2 separate regions of the Anas platyrhynchos genome follow, and region 2 is linked to region 1. The links are chromatin contacts, called in public Hi-C maps. All regions are on one chromosome and are shown on one strand. Each heading gives the region's core, a stretch centred on a gene start, on an enhancer-like site or on the middle of the called end of the contact. The rest is flanking DNA. Distances are from core to core; before and after follow the strand shown. Region 1 overlaps LYRM9 (LYR motif containing 9). Region 2 overlaps KSR1 (kinase suppressor of ras 1).

The links. Hi-C and Micro-C count contacts between places; a contact is called where the count stands out from the background.
Region 2: a contact with region 1 is called in a Hi-C map of skeletal muscle, with 2.0 times the contacts expected there. The contact joins two enhancer-like sites. A contact is called at or near these places in 2 of 8 Hi-C or Micro-C datasets (liver and skeletal muscle).

Annotation. Positions count from the first base shown.
Region 1 is chr20:956,062-963,436 of IASCAAS_PekinDuck_T2T, reverse strand. All of the region lies in intron 2 of LYRM9 (LYR motif containing 9), which reads right to left. Among named protein-coding and RNA genes, the nearest start is that of LYRM9, 22 kb to the right of the region's middle. Within about 2 kb of position 2,941, at least 2 of the 8 cell types and tissues checked have an H3K27ac peak or open chromatin away from gene starts, as enhancers often do.
Region 2 is chr20:1,009,623-1,016,997 of IASCAAS_PekinDuck_T2T, reverse strand. KSR1 (kinase suppressor of ras 1) reads left to right here. Exons shown (of 19, transcript XM_027472475.3): 19 at 428-3,339. The coding sequence ends at 506. It also overlaps a transcript of NOS2 not described here. Among named protein-coding and RNA genes, the nearest start is that of NOS2, 23 kb to the right of the region's middle. Within about 2 kb of position 4,742, at least 2 of the 8 cell types and tissues checked have an H3K27ac peak or open chromatin away from gene starts, as enhancers often do.

The DNA.
Region 1 (7,375 bases), core at 1,692-4,191:
ACCTTGGACAAAGCTTGCTTTATTACGCAAATGCCTTTGCTTTGCTTTCCTGTTCAGGAAATTTAGTTTCACCCAACACCTGGCTCTTTCCCCCCAACTATTTAAATAGAATTATTGAAATAATTCACCTGGTGTTTGTTATCTTTTTACTTAAACTATTTTGGGGTTACTAATTCACATCATATATTGTAATAAACATTTACTGCACAAGCATCATGCTGAATCCCCTCACTTCATTCTTCCCCTTACATTTCGTACTGCAGGTGACAAAAAAACTGAGAACAATATATTTAGACTGAGCAACGTTCCTGACACACACTGTGATTTTAAGGGATTCTGTCACAACACCATTCAATTTAGAGATGTTGATGTTTCTGTTTCAGAAGAACTGAGAAGAACAGGATTTTATGTTTTGGACCAAAATCTAGCTTCACTTCTCTTTCATAACAAGAAGTCAAGAAGTCCAGCAGCATACACGCTGACTTTCTTTGGCAGCCTTAAGGTTTTTTTAGCCATGTGAAATTGCACAGGGCAAGCAAGACCTCGGAGTTACTGGAGCTTCAGGATGTAGAGGTGTTGCAGCCAGCCATTTGTGCAGTGCATCTCTGAATCTGTTCTATTCCCGTACCCAGAGGGTCTCCCCGTGTCTCGCGGACACACCAGAACCCCACTCTGAGACGGGCCTGCTTGCCTACAGGACAGTGAGTGGCAGAGATTAAAGGATTAGACCAGCTTCATACAGCACAGCTTTGGCTCCAGCCACTGTTCTCCCTTTCCTCCTTCCTTCAGCAGCAGTTGTGGATGTTCTGTAGCACTGACATTCAGGCTTTAATAGAAAAAGTGTTTTGTTAACCTGAACGCGAGCTTATCTTTACACACAGGTTCATTTGGTTTGATCCTGGTAAGAACTGGGACAGTTCCACTGTCCTTCAGCTCCTAACCCTGTATTTCCCATATTCCCACTGAATCCCAGTTCAAGGCACACCTCAAAACATGCTTTGGGAGTAAGGCCAATTTGTTGAGTTGTTTCTAGGCTTTGAAGTCCTATCTGTCACCATGCTCTAATTAAACCTAAGTGGTGCTATAGATTTCCTGTCGCAAAAGCACGGACTCTTTATGTGTTGGGAATGCAGAGGACAGCCTGCTTCAGCATAAAGAAACTCATCTACGGGAGAGAGCAGGAAACCAAAGTCTCATAAACATACAAATATGAAATGATTAAGCTGATCGATGGAACGGAAAACGTGTTTCACTTTAGATAATTATGATTTTGCCACTGCAGTATTTTTCATAGGAACACGATGAACTGTTAAATTCAAATCACGTGACCAACACATGAAATTTCAGAAAAATTGCTTCTGCTTTCCCCCAAATGCTGGAGTTCGTAATGGATTTGAAATTTGACATTTTCACCAGTTCTAGTTATCAAACCTTCATTACAGGAAGGCCCTACACTGAAAGAAAAAGCGATCCTGAATGCTGCCGTACATCCACAGCGTCACAAATTTTACAACCTTTGGGACATGAGTTATCTTCACGGGGGAGTTTACCACCAAAACCCCGTATTTTTCTGAGCACGCAGCATCCCCGTGTTTGTACCACCCTGAGCAGGCTGTGAAGGGCGCCGTAATTCCAGGGGGCTCCACCTGCTCCCTGCAGCCGCGGCACCACCCAGGGACCCCCCCACCTCACCAGTGGCACCGAGCCACTGCTACCTTGTCGGGGTACCGGGAGCTGTGTTTCAGAGTGCTGAAATGCATTCTCTGTATCGTCACCTCAGTTACCTAAGTTGTGACAGCCACTGTTGATTGTGTACATTAAAAAAAACAAACACTATTTGGCTAATTTTTGAGTCTGGATTAAGTTCTCCTATACATTAGTCGTTTTCTTGGCGTTCTTGGAACTTTTGCTCACTTTAGGACCACCACCATCTTGCAACATTGTCATTGTAATTTCAAGAATACACTTCAGTGTATTCAGTGCCTCAGTCTGCAACTGTAGAAAGATAATTAGAACTTTTTATGTACCATAATGCTCAACTGTGAGCTCCACGTACAGCATCTAACGTGATTTCAGAGCCTACTGGCTGGAAAAGCTGTGTAAAACCCTAAAGCAGTAATACATTTGATACTTTATTAGAACCTAATACTCTTTCTTTTCCTGTCTATATGTGCATCCAGCTTCCAAGAAATCAAATCAAATTCTTCTTACGATCTGGCATATTGAAATGTCATCTGGACAGGTCTTTCTCTTTCCCTGGTTTCTTGTTTTCCCCCTTTTAACCTTTCAGAGCTGCCTCCAGCATCCTAGCTCTACTGTGCAATACAGCTCTTCTCTTCCAGATGGCATACACAGTTTTAACTGCTTTTGAAGTACTCTGTCCCACCAACTATGATTTTGCACATTCCTGTCTCAGCCAACTCCGCATCAACTAAGCATTGCCATGTTATCACAGCTGGGAGACAACCGCCTTGGGGAACTGGACTGGATCTTTCTTATCTCACTTCACTGGAAATCAGGACATGGAAAAACTGATGGCAATTTTACTAACACAGTTGTTTAATCAGAAATAATCTTACGAGGTGACCCACCATTAGGTTCTCATACAGTGCCACGGTATCTTAGCACAATTCAACACTGAATAAATCCTGAGAAGAGGTATGACTGAATTCTGTACTTGTACACCCCACGACATCACGGAATTTGCATAGTTAATTTGCCCCTCACTTTGCACAAAAAGGACAATAAGGCATAGTAAGAGTCTGCATTAATGCTTTTGTTCCAAAAAAGACTCCACAAATGTTAAAATTTTTATCTGCCATGAAAAATAAAAACCTCAACCTCACAAAATCTGGCTGTAATTGTGACTAATACTGTAAATCTCCTTGTGATAACTTAAATTTCATGCATAGTACAACAAACAAACTATCTAAACCAAGAACTGTTGAGTCAGAAACAAAATAATCCACTAATTGTGCTTTTCTGGAATGGATGACTGTATAATGCCCTAATCAGAAGGCTGAAATCACATTTGCATTTAGATAAAGCCCTGTTTAAAAAGAGACAAGTATAAAAGGAAACACTGAGACTATTGTGGCATTTCGCTGCATAGCATAATCATTTACATTCCTGATAATGATATTCAGATAGTGAAGCAAAAGCTGACCAAAGCCAATTAATCTTGCACTCTGCATTAGCACGTCTGTCAACTGACCCTGTGAATACCTGAACCCATGATACCGATACAACACTGTGCCACTACTCTCAGATATTTTTTTTTCCTGCTACTGCGACTGTTTTTCAAGCAAATCCCTATGGCTCAACATTTGCAACCTCAATCCCTCCAGAACAGTTAAACAGCCACCAAAACTGGGCTTCAGAGACTTCAAAGGTGAGTTAAAGCTTCAACTACCTGAGCTGCTGCTGTTTCAAGGTTGTTCCCCCTTGCGCTCACCCCACACACTCAGGCTGGGTGTGTGTTTCCTTACTCCTTCAGAGCATTGTGTCTTTACCATTTTAACGTGGGAATGTACGACTCTATTTCTCTCCGTTGGCTCTAAGTTACTGAGGGTGCCCGTGGTCCAAAAGCTGGTAGCAGTGTTGATGCTCTCACTGCAGATTCTGTTACCAGTTGAGCCCACTGCGTCTTCAAGGAAACCACGCTGTCTCCCCAGCTGTTAGTAGGCTTTGGTTGAACTCAATCAAAAATTTCTGAGATGTACACAGTGCATTTTGCAAAATAGGATTGAGTAATCAAACCTTGTCAAAAAACAAAAAAGGAAAAACTCTTGCAAAGCATCTATTCAGAAGTATTAGTTTAGTTTTAATTAGGAAAATGCTTCAGAATATTTACGGCTGTATGAATGCTCACAAAGCACAACAGAAGCAGCTTGTTTTGTTCTCTTTTTTCCAAAAGGTATTTTTTTGTGATTTTAGGTATCTGGAGAATTCAGTGCTGAACTTGGAACATGTACAATTATCTAAGTTGTCAAAATTATTTGTCCTCCTTGAAAATATAAATCTAAGAGCCCAATAATAGACTCTAAAAGAAAAAAGAAACTGAAAATAAATAGTGAACCTAATATTAAAGATTCATAGCCCTGCTCTGTAACCTGACTCATCATGCCATTGCTGGGCCCACTTAAAACAGCACGAATACCGATTCCAGAATTGGTGTTTGTGCAAAATGCAACGGGAAAAATGTTCTGTGCAGGGAAGTAATAATCAAGCTGCCAAAATAAGAATGAAATTGGAAGCCTCTTGAAACCTCTTTAACCACAAAACATCTTGGCTCAGGATCTGACATCAGGCCAGGACGACACCCGAGCAGACTGCTGCTACTTGCTAGGATCCTCACTCTTTTTTTTGGTCTTTGTACGTGGCTACATTAGTCTTCCCTTCCACATTTCACAGCTTCCTTGTGAAAATACATTTACAACTTCCTGCAGCAGAGTGGCAGAGCTGTCCTGCTTCAGTGAAGTAACTGCCTTCTTCTCTGGTTATTAATCCATAATGTGTTTTCTTTATTCCCTAGAAGGTCACCGGAGAGGGACTACTGCGCTGTGTTCAAGGCCAGCTCTGTGGGTTCTGCTGCCCTAGGCAAACCAGCAAACGTCCGTCCCGACCAAATCACATTCACTCAGAGCATTATTGAATGTCTTGCAGCTCTGGGCAGCGGCCTGCCCTGTAGATATACTCTCTTGTATGGGTGAGCATGTACAATGCTCAAATCCCATTGTAATAAACACATCTCTCCAGCATGCTGAGCTTTTATTAAGATCTGCTGGTTTGATGTGATTGTTTCTGACGAGCTGTGGCCTGTCATTATTGTGAGTTCTGTCCTTTCTAAATATGATCTGTAATGTCTTATTGCATGACTGATGATAGCTAGACATTTTTGTTCTGTTCACTTCTATTTCTGTTCTCCTCTGCTCTGTGCTTTGCTTCTCTGCCTCGCACATCGAGCAATGTCAAAGGAGAGTGCACCAGCAGCACATTCTGGGGGCTGAGGACAGCGCTGTAAAGGCGGCATTACAGAGCATCAGCAGAGAATACAGGAGATTACCTGCTGGCTGAACCACACATCCCAAGGACCTGGTTTGTGACAAGGAATCGCCAGTGGTTGGACATGCCTCAGGCAGTGTGACAGCACCGGCATTAGGCTTAGCGCTATTGAACGCCACTAGGCAGAGATGTTTCCAATCCAGCACCAGGGAGGAAACACGCTTCCTACACTTCGGCCAGATTACCCAGTTGGGGATAATTAATTAATGTGCTTAGACTAATTGAAGAAATATTCTTTGTAGCATGCTCACCCAATGCCAAGTTTGGGCAGCAATGGAGGAATAGACAGGAATCTCTCTGGCTTAGGTGCAATGCAAACTTCTCCACTTTTTTCTCCCAACAGTGACTTTTCCAAGCGCAAAGAAAATTCTGAAAGGCAGTCTTGTAAGAACTTTATCCTCCCAGCTGTAAACTGCTCAGTGAAGTGCTGTCAACAGTTATTTTGTTCTTACTGCCCAAATCTTTAAGTATTTATAGGCAAGATCATGCCTGAATACGAATTGAATTGGATCTTGCTACCATCAGCTTTAAAACAAAACTGCCTGTTCATTCCTCTCTTTCTTGTAAATATTGCACTTTGACATGTTCCAGTTTAGCACCAGTGGCTCTCCCTACAGTTAGTGCAGTTGTGACAGTTGGTATAACAACTTTCAGGATGTAATTATAGGCGTATATCACCTTCTAGTATTTTCTGAATCTCTGAAGATTTTTGAAGAAGCCTCCAATTAAACACAACACAAGGATACCCAGTTAGCACCATAAGGTAGGAAAGGTCTTTTGAAGGGTGCAAATGAATGCATGCTGTCTTTAAGTGAAGCACTAGTTTTATAAATTATGGGTCATGTAAGTATGGAAGAAGTAGGTCCTCAAGAATCGGCAAATTTTACATATGATTTTGTCATACTTCCTGATCCAATTCAGGACTGAAACTGGTACAAAGTTAATTTTAATTTTGTTTTAAGATAGGTTAATTTTGCCCAAGCAATCCTGCTTTATCTTATTTTATTTTATTTTTTTTAGCAAAAGAGTAAAAACATGTAATTCAAACAAGCTGCTACCACTTAGTGTAGAAAGGACTCTAACTGGGAAAATAGAAGTGCACAAGTTCAATAGGAGGACAAAGTGATGACAGCATAAAGAGTCAGGTTTTGAGAAAAAGCAACAAAGTCACCGTGACTCTCACTATAGACCAAAGGCTAATATAAGCTTTTTACTTAAAACCAAGAATGCCCAAAGTAGGCCTCTCAGCATTCCTTCAGTGCAAATACCACACCCAGCCTACAAGGGAATAAAATCTACACTACAGGAGGGCTTTGCAGTGTAACTTCTTATTTTATTGATGTACTGCAGCACCACCTTTCTCATCCTATCCACACACAATCCCAAACTAATCACAATGGTGCTCGGACAATGCCCTGGTATCTGCGGTTTGCCCTGTGATCGTCCTTCCTAATTTATATCATCCCTTACAGCAGCACGAAGACCAACTTGCCATCTCATTATCCCAACCCCCACCTGCTGCAATTTAGCATCTTCCAGTCCTTTGCCCTCAATCCAAGTAATGACCTGTGCCCAAACCTTCCCTGGTGTAAACCCTGCCAGTGGCAGAATCGTACTCCAGATGAATTTGACCCACAGCACCTTGAGCAAAATACAGGCCTGTCCATGGGAGAAATGCTTACAAGCAGCAGTGTTACAGAACATTTAAGTCTGAGTGTGTTTAGCCTCTTAAGGGGGATTTTAATTTGCACAGTTCAGTAATCAGGGATTGTTACCATACCAACAGTTAATCACGTGGCCAAATGCCCACCATATCTTAGGAATATTCAAGAGGTCTTAAAGCCATATCTCAAGTTTTCCTAGAAATTTTACTGTCACTCTCCCTGGCCTAGCCTAACTGAAAGACCACCTGCTTGGTAAGAAAAACAACGAAAACTATGGCTTTCAATAAGCTTATTGCAAAGAAAGGGATCCCAGCCCAGTAAGTGGCTTTTCATTCCAGGACAAGGCTGCAGGGGGATTCCACGGGAGAGCTCCTCATGAAGCCAGATGCTGTGTGAGACTTGCACATTCTCCGTGATTCGGATGGAAGACCCATGTGTTCCCTATTCCTCCTGGGGCTGATTCACCTCTGTACATTAGATATTTTTATTTTTGAAAATTATGAGGCATTCTTTTGAGACAACAATGTTGAAGGACTCCATCATTCAGATCAGTACCTGGCTGCAGAACGGGCTATCTGACAATTGATTCCCATGCTTCATGAGTTGACCCTATTAGAGAAGAAATGAAAATCTGCAGCTGACATAAG
Region 2 (7,375 bases), core at 3,493-5,992, 52 kb before region 1:
ATCTATAAAGAGGAGCAAATGTTTTTTTTGAAATGATTGATGTACCTTGTCAGAACCATTCCTTTCCCTTAAAAAAACAACAACAATCAAACCAAAACAAAAACTAAGTAATTTTTTCCTTCCCTTTTTATTTCAAGGAAACCAAAAGCCTGTTGAAAACAGGTCTTCTACCCACCTTAAGTGTTTATGAAAATCTCCTACTTCTCCCATTTGAGTTGTATTTTTTCACTAATGAGGTTAGCATAAGAAAGTTCACATGTTTGCTGCTTAAGTTCTTAAAACTCTTTGCTGGATGATCTGAAGTTGTATGAGACCAGAATCCAACCCATTTAAATTTCTGTTTATATGACTGTAGCTTTACAGGGGGAAAACCAACAACGAAACAAAAATAAACAACTCTTTCCCTTTACCTCCTCCCTCTTTTCAGCATTAACAGTAGCAAGGTTGTCCTGCGTTTTGAAAGATTTGGCTTGGGAATCCTGGAACCAAGTAATCAAAAGATATAGCATGGCGTTTAATTGTCTTGTGATAATGTTGTCTACCTACTTACACAAAGCATCAGAAACCTTCACTGAATCTTCTAAGCTACGAAACTGGTGCAGCCACAGCTGAAAGCCGCACGACCATCAGTTCACAGGCCTGTGTTGTTTGAAAAGTCTGAATTCCGCCTGAGCACCAGCAGTTATTTAAAGAATGTTTACATGATACTTTTGTGTGAACTATATTTTTTAAAACATAATAAACGGTGAATCAAGCTTAACTACAGCCATTCAAATAGCACTGAAAAGAAACCAACCTATTTCTAGTTCCTTCTTGCGTCTGCAGTGTAAATAAGAGCTGTCTTCTGCCTTCAAAGCATTTGTTCTCCCTAAGACGGGTGGAAGTGGCTTCTTTCAGAACAGCTATGCAGCTCATAAAATTAAAACATAATTTAAAATTATGTTTTCCTTTCACTAAGGCAAAACTGATCCATCGCATTATGATTTTGCCAAACTGATTATTCAGTTTGTGATTACTCCGTGATTTGTTTCAGCAGGGTTGGTCCAAGCTCTGGGTTACCTTGGTTTAAGTTACACTAATACAAATCTACTTCTTATAGGGGAGTTTGTTATCGCCCCCCAGAGCAGGGTGCTGACATGCTGCCAAGATCGGGTTTAGCTCCATGCACACGGGGAAGGCAAGCTCCCAGCTGCCAAATTCCTCTTCCACAGTTTCAGGCACAGCAAATTCTAGTCCCCTGACCTAACAGTGTTGTTGGAAACATAACGCTGCTCAGCCAGACTAGATGCTTACTGGCCCAATCACCACCCCATCTGCAGAACAAGTGATATTTTCCAGAGCTCCAGGGAGAGGCAAGAAAGACAAGAATAAAAGCTATCCATTTCTCTCCCCTGTGCCCTCTCTAACTGGCTCCTAGAGGCGGACACATAAGTTTGCGAGCTGTTGGTTTTAAGGCATTTAGGACTCAACAGTAGTTTTGGGAAAAGCTAAGCACAACAAAAACCTTACAATGCAACAGCTCAGACTTGTTTCAAAAGTTAATTTTAAGACATAAAACAAAACACATGCTCCATTGTGTAATATGCAGCTTATGAAGGACACATTATTACTGCATTTAAGGAGACCAATGCATTACCCCACTTAACACTAGTACATTACACACCTCCTCTATACTGTTCACCGTCATTACAAGGATTGGAAATGAGGATCGCAGGGAGAAGAGCTCTGGAGTCCTCCATAAAGCATGCAAAGGGGCAGGCCCTCAATTTGGCTACTTCACAGATGGCTAACTTTCATAGAAAATTAAGTGGCAAAAGACTTCTAAGTCCCGTTGAGCAGAGAGCTTCACTCCTGCTACATGCGTAACCCAGTTATATTCTCTTAGAAATATTGTGCTACAGTGACTGACTTTTAAGATGTGTCTCAAATTAAAACAAAATTTGGTGGTAGCCAGGTGTGGCATTGTGGTACTCGACCTCCTTCCTCCCTCCCACTTTGTAAAGCAAGTAACCCCCCTCCATGCACCCTGTGCATCTAACCCACACCACCTGCTTCTCGTCAGGATTTGCTGTTTGCTCTCTCACAATAACACTGTGTCACAGGCTTAAACAGAGGTTGTTTTCCCAGCAACTGCTGCTGAAGCAACAACAGCACCATACCCCCAAAAGTGGGGAGGAGCGCGTGGCGTAGTGATGCTGAGAGGCAGACCCCCAGGCCGAAGCCCTCCCTTGGTTGCAGCAGCCCAGCTCCCAAACCCTCAGCCTTTCCTCAGCCTGTCCTCGCCTGCTCAGCGGTGGTAACGCTGCTGCGGCCACGTGCAAGCACAATGCTGAGCAAGCAATGTATTCTTATCGCTCTTAATAAGGTGACTGGCTGGACGGACAGCTTAAAACAAAACAATAGTATTGAAAAACACAGAAAATTTGTTTCTCCTATGACTGCCTGCAGGTGTAGTTCAAGAGCAGCTCTGGTCCCCTGCTTTCAGGATGGCCACTTGCCTAAAACCTCACGTCCCTTCATGCTGCGTTTTGAGGCGTGCAGAACACCAACGGGAGGCTTATCCCCGCACACCGGCCGAGCAGTGCCTGGTGGTGGGAATCCTGTCCTGCTGCTCCAGGGAAGGGTTTCAAAATACGTCTTTAAATCCTGAGATTTGAGATCCCAATTCAACCCTTCCTTGGATTTGCGTTCAACTCCCATGTTGCCCTTGAAAGCAAAACCCAGCCTCCTGAACCCAGTTATTTCAGAGAGCAGGGACCGATTACTGTCTCTGGGATAATATTTGTTTTAATCAGCTGGTGTGATACACACAGAAGTCAAACAAAACCAGTGGAGTTGTACAGCTGTGAAGTCAAGCTCTTATCCCTTACTATGTTGCAAACCAAGCGACAGTCATTCGGTCTCGGTCGCATTGTACTGTCCCGTGTGCTGTCTCCTCGTGTGCTGGTGTAAGGGCGTGAAGCACGGTAAGCCTGTACCATTGTAGAGTTGTAAATGTGAAGCTGGCTGTACAATGCTGCTACAATAGCCACATGTCAGTAGTGAATGTAAATGGAGTCTGTAATATGGTGAAAATGGACACGTTTTCTTTTCAAATGTGATGTAAACTTTGTACAGTAAAAGAATTTTTTTTATATTTTCTATCAACTGAGTGTCTTCCAGAATTGCTATTAAATTAATTAAAAATTGTTAGTATTAATAACAGTTTCTGTATTAGTTTATGCAACCAGCAAAAAAAAAAAAAAAGACAAAGTGCACTCTATGCTAATAAAATTCTGGGTATGTAGGAATCTCTTCAGTGAATAAATCTTTGCTCTGGATAAAGCAAGCATTACAGAATTGTGGTTTGAGCTTTTTCTCCCCGTTGCCTTGTACCTTCCTGCCCTGCCAAGCCCTGTGGAGGTGGGTGGCAGCCAGGGCCGGGGCTGGGTGAGCCCTGGAGGTCCCCGCGCTGTCCCGTGAGCCCAACGCTGAGCCCTGCCCCAGCAAGGCAGGCTGGCCATGGAGCCAAGGGGCACCCCCAGCCCCTGTCCCACCTGAAGCCCCCTGACCCTTGTCCTTGTGAGCTCGGCTAAGCAACAAACACCCCGGCTTTGGGACACCCCATTCCCCAGCGTGATCCCCGGTGGGCTATGGGGTAACGTGCTGGCTGCCGGGAGGTGGGCACCCTGAGCACACCGCTCCCTGCAGCAGGACTGACAAACCTTCCTTTCCTGGTGTTACTGTAACCCTCCAAAACCCCAGCCAGGGAAAAGTACAAAACAGTGTTAGAGCCTATGAGGGCAAGGGCTACAGAGAGGAGCACTACGTGGTGAGCTGCGATAAGTTATCCTGTGAGCTGAGACAGGAGAGCCTGCAAAGCATCGCACAGACCGTGCCCTCCTCAGTTTCACTTTCTGGAGGAATTGACCCAAAAGCCCTGCTGTGTGTGGGGCGGGAAGCAGCAGAAGCAGCGTTTGCACCGTTGGGGTTACGCTCCCATCAACCAGGAAGAAAGAAGTGCTGGGCAGGCTCCCTGGCTCCCTGCAGGCTGTGGCGGCAGTGGTGCTGCCTGCTGTCCATGTGCACCCCGACCTTTTCCCCCTCTGGAGCTCCCGGCCTCAGCCCTGGCTCGCTGGGGGAAGCGGCAGTGCCAGGGACACCTGCCCTGCTCGGGGCTGGGCACGGCAATGCGTTAATTACTCCCTGGGCCGTTGTGCTGCTGCCAAACAGCTTTACACCAAAAATAACGGCAGCATTGCCCTGTCCTGCTGGGAGAAGGCCCGCACGTTTTAGGAGCACAATTTCACGTTTCATCCACTTTATCCAGATCTTTCATGTGCAAGCAGTAAAAATCCAAGAATCTGTTTTCTCTGAAGGACAACAAAAGCTTCCTCCCCTTCTTTTTTTTCTGACGTAACCCACACTCTCACCTCAACAAAGACAAATTCGAGCACAGAGACCGCTTGTGGCTCCACACAGCTGCAGTGGAGCCTTCCAATGCCTTCGAAACCTCAGCACCAGAGGGGAGCCTTTTAGCAGTGCTGCTGCTCGATCCTGGCTATTCAACGCCTCGCAGTGCAGATAAAACATCTCGGCGCAAACAAGGCCATGGTGGCTTATTCAGAAAGGGCACCAAATAACTGCCCACAGGGCATAAATAGATCGAGCTACAGATGAAGTGACTGGAGCAGGACCTAGGAGAGCTGGACACACCACCTTCACGCTCAGAGCTCAGCCTGTTCCCACACACAACAGGCAAGAGTTCAGCCCTCACCCTGCACCCAGCCCTGGCTGCCCAGCAGGGTTACTGGAGCAGAGGAGCTCCTTTGCACTCCTGAGCACACATTCAGAGAAGGGAACCTCTCTACACAGTTATAAAACAATGCAACGATTGAAAACAAAGCAAAAACCACATTTTGCCTACCTGAAGTCACTCCTCCTTCCTTGCACTGGGGTTTGTCAGCACAGCCTGCACCTCAACACTGTGCCAGCCATCTTCTTCCACTGCTCTGCCCCATGGGGCTCAGCTGTTCCTCGTTATCCTGCTTGGCAGTAGCTCATCAGTCACACCTGGCTGTCCTCCTGAGCCCCACGCCCCTGCAGCATGCAGAACAGCATGGCAAAAACTCTGTCAGGCTGGGCAGCCACTTAAACTGAAGGCACTGAAGTTATCCCAGCATTTACCCTAATGCTAGGCTTGGACTTCTGTTAGCTTTCAGCTATACAATAATGTGCTAATGGATCCCATCCACATATCACTGCTTTTGCATTTAGGAAATGCATTCGTATGGCAGAGCCCTACAGATTTATGGGGTATAGGGAAGCAAATGGTGTATCTGTACTGCAAGCCCAGTGACATACCAAACTGGCATGAGGACTGGCACTTTCAGTTTAGCTGGACCAACCTGTGGATTTGGGAAGCCGGGGAACTCTGCCAACAATCAAAAGTGGCTAGAGGACTGCAGGAAGAAAAAGGTCTGCATTTCAGTGCCATGGCATTCACCCTTTTTTGAATACTGAATACCATTAAAGCTGCCTAAGGTGGGCATTAATGTAACAGCCCGCTAATTGCTTCAGAAAGTGTTGATCTGTAATTTCTAGTTAGGTCTGAAATCGGTGAGATGCATAATCATCTCCCTAACTTATAGCCCTGAACAATTCCTCTGCTTCTAGCAGAATTACTTAAGTGCTTAAACTAATGCACGTGCTTCAATCTGTTACTGACTTGGGGCTGTAATGAACACTTTAATAACTGCAGAGCAGGCTTTTTGATCATATTTGGGATTTTAAAATATGTATTTTGTATCTGGTTTCTTAAATGAAGTTTCAGTTCTTGTGTTGGAATAGAATAATTATCCACTGACCTTAACATCTGCACTTTATCTTCCCCCTTTATTCCCCATTTATTAAAAAAAAGCAATTATACACAGCTTCAAACCAGTGCTGTAATTGAAGTTAACTTACAATTGGGCCGGTTTAAATAAATTCACAGAGTTGAAACAGATCTCTATTTTTATTCTTATTTTTAATCCTTTCCCTTAACTGCCTTAGAACCTGTCTTTTAGGGGGAGATTTCTGCAATGGTGGAATTAAGATGAAAAAGTCCCCAAGTAAAACTTGCTTCATCAACTTAGAATTTATCAATGGGAAGTCATGCAATTTCGGAACCAATACACAAACACTTGGGTCTCTTGCTCTGACCTGTCAGAGGTTTATGGGAATTTCCCCCTCTCCGAATGAAAGTGAAATATGGGCAAGCATTTGTAAAGTATTATGGTAATACTTAAAAGTAAGTGATTACGCAGAAGAAAAACATGAGATGTAAAGAAAGGATCCTAGCAAGAAAATGTACCTATTTTGTTATGTGCGTGAAAAATGGGTTGCACTGTAATGTACCTCCCAAAACAGCAAGGAACACATCGGACTTTTAAAATGCAGAACTTTTGTTTCCTGCCTTTGTGGCGTTTGAACTCCAGCACTCAGTGAGACCTGGGCTTATTGAGAACTTTCTTAATGGAAAGTGAAATTGCCTTGTTCTACTTCCATCCCACCCCAAAACTGTAGTATCAGAGAACATCTGTTAAATGAAATATGAAATAACACTCACAGTATATACTAGATGCCCATCAGGACCCCATACTTGCTATGAACCTCCTCTGTCCTTTACTGTCTGTATCTGCTGTCTGATACTTCCTGTTCTCTGCCATCACTGTCCACATTCTTTCAATTATGCTGTATTTTTCATCTTATGTTTAAGGCTGTCCTGAAGTACATGTGAAACACTGTATGTACATGACATTGTTGACTTCTGAGTGTCAGCTTCATCAGATTCTAGCTCCTGGAGACAAAGGATGACAGGAAAATCTCACCTTTAGCTTTTTAATATCATCATAAAACCCTGGTAATTTTAGAGAAAGAACTATAAGTTGTGACATAACTGCAAGGCACAGACAGAGACAAAGTCAAAAACCACAGCAAAATACATTGCTCTAATTGTTATTTTATACTCTTTAGTTCACAAGCCAATCTCACTAGGGACAGATTCACTCTTTCCAGGCAGTAACAAAAATATGTAACTAGTCTTTGGTGGTCTGTGTAATTCACGGAGACGGGCTCTTTGTGTAAGGAGGGAGTGCTGGTCGGAGCTCAAACCCACTCTAATGGTACCCAAGAACTTACCCACCTCCCCTTTTTCAGGCTGAAGACAATAGCACAAAGAAGTACATTTAAACTACACCAACTTGTTTGTCTCAACATAAAGGTGTCTTTTATTGCAAACAAATCAAGTAAGTCAGAGCAAACAATTCAAATGTACAAAGTGCTTTGGAATTTTCTGAGTCTCACTGGCACAGGCCCTGTGACAACGACAATTCAGGTTGATACATCTGAATCG